2 separate regions of the Zea mays genome follow, and region 1 is linked to region 2. Evidence: chromatin contacts called from public Hi-C data. All regions are on one chromosome and are shown on one strand. The core of a region is the stretch at or near the end of the contact, and the rest is flanking DNA. Distances in the headings are between cores, read along the strand shown. Region 1 has its middle 16 kb from the start of LOC118472086. Region 2 holds the start of LOC100193479 (Cyclin-T1-3).

What was found. Hi-C and Micro-C count contacts between places; a contact is called where the count stands out from the background.
Region 1: a contact with region 2 is called in a Hi-C map of ear, with 2.0 times the contacts expected there. The contact joins the enhancer-like site here to the promoter of LOC100193479 in region 2. A contact is called at or near these places in 3 of 25 Hi-C or Micro-C datasets (ear, leaf and tassel).

The regions. Positions count from the first base shown.
Region 1 is chr5:193,537,329-193,540,028 of Zm-B73-REFERENCE-NAM-5.0, forward strand. No RefSeq gene overlaps it. Among protein-coding and RNA genes, the nearest start is that of LOC118472086, 16 kb to the left of the region's middle. Within about 2 kb of position 1,378, at least 17 of the 20 cell types and tissues checked have an H3K27ac peak or open chromatin away from gene starts, as enhancers often do. A contact at or near this core is called in ear, leaf and tassel, where this site is marked.
Region 2 is chr5:193,383,051-193,385,750 of Zm-B73-REFERENCE-NAM-5.0, forward strand. LOC100193479 (Cyclin-T1-3) reads right to left here and starts at 1,386. Exons shown (of 7, transcript NM_001138594.2): 1 at 1,185-1,386.

The DNA.
Region 1 (2,700 bases), core at 128-2,627, 150 kb after region 2:
AAAAATAAAAATATGCTTTGCCGAGTGTCTACATAGGACACTCGGCAAAGACCCTCTGTGCCGAGTGCCAGATATTTGACTCTCGGCAAAGACTGACGGCCGTCAGATGTACACGGCCGCTAACGGCCCTTTGCCGAGAGCTATATTTGCCGAGTGCTTGACGCTCGGCAAAGCAGTCTTTGCCGAGTGCTTGGCTGTGCCGAGTATCCTGCACTCGGTAAATAAGCTATTTACCGAACGCAGGACTTTGCCGAGTGCGGCGCTCGACAAAGTGGGCTTTGCCGAGTGCCCGATAAAAAGCACTCGGCAAAGACGCCGGCACTCGGCAAAGAGCCGAATTCCGGTAGTGGCGCTAGTGTATTCCTCTATCTCTCTCTGGAATCCGTTTGTAATTTAGTACGTATTTTAGTTATCCGTTTCGGCATTCTGTGGTCCTGTTCTTGTATCTTCCCTTCAGTGCATCAATATATGGTTTATATTGATATGATATATGGTCCAAACTAATGCCTAATTTGATGCGACACCGAGCGACGTGCTGCCTACGTCCTAAAAAGGGAAATCAAAAGGATGTAATTCTAATTAAGTATTAAGTCAAAAAATCTAGATAAATTCATACAAAATAACATTTGTACGTATGGCATCAAATATCGATGCTTTTATGTGAATTTAGTCAAATTTACGATGGTTTTGACTAATAAGTACGTTAAGGCTGTATCGAGCAGATCGTGCATGCATATGGTACTCCAAAACAGTGTTTTGCCTCTATTGTTCGTGGAGTCAAATTTAAAATAGAAAATGAGATATGAGATAAGATAGATATGCTGCTGGAGACATTTTAATAACGTGTACTATGCCTAAGTACCTCTAGAAGAACATAAGAGTTGGTTTGGTCGTCAACTCTAGCAGGTGATTGATATTAATTTGCCTCTGGGGGACTGAAATAGAGAGCTACAACTAGCCAGGTTGTCTACACTACTGTTAAATTACGGATGGAGAGGTCTTGTCGTCTTCACTGTAAAGGTGTGAGTAGGTAAGTGTAAAATGTTGTCATTTTTCATTATTGCAAAGAAAAAACATAGCTGTCGATAAGCTACGACGGGTCGAGTATTCAAAAGAAAGGAGTCATTATTATTTGTATCGCTGTCAAAAATCATTAGAAGCAACCAGTGAAATCTGCAAGCTTGATAATTATAAACAACTGGAACCGCTTTTATGCCAACCACCTTGTACACCGATTTGTAGCAAACGAGAAAGAGAGCCAACGATTCGCCTTCGTGGGTCTAGAATAATATCTTTAGGCCCACTTTGTTTAGTCTAGGCCCATCTGTCTCTGTATAGCAGCTGGAATACTAGCCCGTTAAGTTGCACAAAAGCCCATTCATACGGCGTTGGTAAGGGAAAAAAAATAGAACTGACACTTTAGGATGCGAATGCGATCGTAACCTACAGCCCCGGCCGAGCTGCTTTCGTCATACATAGTCCTGTTGTTTCGCGTGTTTTTTTTCTGATGATCTTTTTCTATCTGTATAAAGAATCTATATGTATGAGAATCTAATTATCATAAGGATTACGTAGGGAAGAATATAAAGTGATCCATAAGGTTTAGAATATATAAAGTGACTGATTCCTATTATCACAATGATTCGATCGATTTTATGTTCATGTTTTGAACGGATTTAACTAAAACGAGTCTTATAAAAATGGACTGAAAAACTGAACGTTTGGTAATCCAGAGTAGTTTTGATGGCCAGAAACTGACAGAAACCGACAGCCATGGTGAGTTGGTTACTACTGCACCATCAAAATCTCAGTAAAGGGTACTATCAGATTACGCAAACAGATAATTACTGCGGCGAAACACGCCGTATATAAACGGCATTAATTGGCTTGGCGGTCTCCTTCGAAATAACTGTCCCGCGACGCAGACGTCGAACGAGTGCGACGGCGACCAGCGATTTGAGAAGGAAGGGAGCTGACGCGGCGTGTACCATACCATCGCACGCAAGCAGAAAACAAGAGGTCACCGTCTCCCGTGATCACTTGGTCTAAGGAACGCTGGGATTTTTTTTTCGTCCAGGAACTTGTCACCAGCAAATTTCCCAATGGTCAATTAATAATGCTGTTATGTTAACTGAAAGACAACAAACTGATTGAAGTAGCTCTATGATTGAGGTCTCTGCAATTGATTGGAAGGAGGAAACGGTATCAGGAGTTCAGACTTGAGACGGAACAGGATCCAGATATTAATTGTTAGCTACCACGGCATAATAACGGTGGCTGTAGAACATGAGGAAGATCCGATGTGAACAAAGACTGTGCAAGAGCACGGAGGGTTATTAGCTTGTCGAACAGCTGGTCTACACAGTAAACAGCATCGATCTATGAGCAGCTGAACTGCTGGATGGTATCGTGGAGAGGTACGTACATGATCGTGCCGTTATGTGCGTAATCCTTATCAACCAGCAATCAAGCACTGTCAGTTTCTCAGATATAGCCGCCAAAGGCCAATGTGTGAACTTAAATTCACCGCCGCTTGAAGCGGAGTGCGTGCAGATCGACCGGCCTTCCAAGCTTCGTAGGGTCAGGGGGGGACAGCTAGCTAAGGATGCTGAATCTGACCGTTGCAACAGCGGATTGGTCGGCACAAAAGAGATTAGTTAAGTGGTTCGTCAAGCTAAATTTTGACTGCTCTTCAACAGA
Region 2 (2,700 bases), core at 136-2,635:
CCGATCATCAAGGTGTTTATGGAATATTGTTGAAGTGAATGGTTACTAATAGAACATTCTGCTTCACAAAATGGTGTCACCAGTTAGGTAATTCTCATGGAACTATCTTGAAAACAAAGCTTGCAGCCTAGCCTGGGTATTTCAGACACACAACAATCTATGTTCGAGGTCGGAAATACTAAGCACATTCTGCAAGCCCATGCATGCCCTCCACTCATGGTTCAGTAAACAGAACATACTGTTTAAAGCTTTTCAGGGACAGTAAAGAAAAAATAGTTTGAGAAACAAGACGAATAGATATATTTCTGATTTACTAAGGCACTGTCTGGATAAACTAAATCCCTCCCAATTCAGGCCTTGTTCGGTTATTTCAATTCCATGTGGATTGGTGTGTATTGGGATGGATTGGGATGAATTTTGACTTGCTATGGATTTAAACCGACTCAATACCACCTAATCCACATGGATTAACGGCGAAACGAACAAGCCCTCATATGGATTGGAGTGGAAAATGAACTAATTTTCCACATCAACCCCTTCCAAAACATATGGATTGAAGGGGATTGCTGCGTTTCCAAACAAGCCCTAAAGGTAAGTCAAAACTCATGACTCTTGTAGCAATTTGAACACGAATCTATTTAAGGCATCATTATAAGATGCAATACAAACACTGTCAAGCACCCTTCTAGTCCTGCTCTTTTAGTTGAATAGCAATAGTTTGACTTTAAGCTCAGCTCGCATCATCCTCAGTTCCTCACATGAGGAAGTTACTACGATGATTTTCAGGTAGGTAAAACAGGCTGATTCCGCAGGCACAAGATAGAGCTTATGCTGAGCAACAAGGTGGAGTAATACATATACAAGCTTTGAGAAGACAAAACTTGCAATTATTTAAATACAACAAACAGCAGCCTAAATTCCACCAAATTCACCCTGTTGGGGTATGCACCCTATATACAGAAATAAAAATTTAGCAATCTTGACACCAGGGGCGGACCCAGCTAAGGCCATGGGTGTACATGTAGAACCGATATTTTTGCAAAAAGACGAAAAAAATCGAAGTTTGCAGGCATAATACATGTGTACCACACTTTAAATGAATCAGATCAGATCCAAATAGAAATAGCTTGGGTTTGGGAGCTCGGTTTCGCACAGCAGGAAAGGAAGAAAAGGGGTGGGCGTACCTGGTGGGTGCTCGTCGCCGGTGAAGGTCCCCAAAATAAAGGACTGTGCACGGCGGCGGCGGCGAGCCGGCGACCGCCAAGTCGTCGCCACCAGAAACAGATAGAGCGCACGCGGGGAGCACGGGAGAACGACGCGAGAGAACAGAAGCAAGGCCGCAGGGTAGATGGTTTAGACTTTAGACTACGGTCTACCTGATCAGTTGCCAGGTCGGCAAGAAAACCGCGATATTTTCTGAAGCCCAACTACCCAAGTCTATCGGACGTCAGTCAATTTTTTTTTCCAAAGTACTCGAGTACAGTGTCTCGAATTGAGTCCGGTTTTCATGTTGCGTCAGAGTTTTTTCTAAATCAAAACTTATGGGAATGTCTAATCTAATGGTTGCTATGGATCCAGAAATAGACCGATTCAATGTGTTTGACTAAGAGTACAATATATATAATAGAATAGACAAGTATGTTTTTTGGTTAGTTGAGAGACAATGCGAGATCATCTCTAAAGAGATTAATATAATCTTAAATGTCATCTCCCATGGTCCCTCTAAATCGAGAGAATAGAGGTGGTCGATGTTCAAGGTGGCGTGTAAAGGAAGAAGAGATATGTGAATCTGAAAGTAACTAGAGGACGGTGAATAGGTAATCCTATAAAATAACTTTAAAACACATAAACGTGGTTTAGGAATAAAGTTAGTGGAAACTAAAACCAAGTTTGAGAGATGAGAAGAGAAAAAAAGTCATCTTTACTTGATTGTGTTAGGATTTATGGGCTTGGCCCAATTAAGTTATTCAAATAAATCCCAGGAAAATCTCAAAAGCCCATATAAGTGGATGGCAAAGGGATAGGTGGAACCAATAGCACCATATTGCTAGCTCTTGTGGAGTAGAGCTAACTTAAATATGGAAGCCACACTCACTCACCAAGTCATGGATGAGAGGAGAGAGTGTGGAGAGCCACACGCGCGCGCGCTCGCTCGCCTCGCCGGGGCGGGGCGGGGCGGGGCGAAGGGCGCGGGCGCACGACATGCGCGTGAATGGTCCGCCGAAATCCGGCCCCTCGCCTTGCGGGGGCGCGGCTACCTTTTGCCGTTTGATTTTTTGGTTTCTTGGCTGTTACGCTTATCCTAACCGATCCCTATAAAATCTCAACTGATTGCGAGATTTTCGTGGGCGGATAAGCACTGGGGTCGCGGACTCGGCCCTATAAAAGGAGCCCGGCAGCCAGCCTCCAAATCATCCCAGATCCCAGTTCGCTTTCGCCTCTCTTCATAGCTGAGCCGCCTTTTAGTTCCCTTCGTCCCGACCGCAGAGGTGCATCTGCGATCAGGAGAGCAGGTCTCCGGAACCCTTCGTCTTCTAGATCCTGCACCGGGAGAGGGCGAATAAGGTTTTTGGGAAGCGTCTTCACGCGACTGCTCGTGATCTGCTGACCTCGTCAACCCATCTGATCCTGGCGCGCGCCAACAATCAGTAAGTCTAATCAGTACGCATCATCTGATTTGGCTTTTATTTCAGTTCTTCT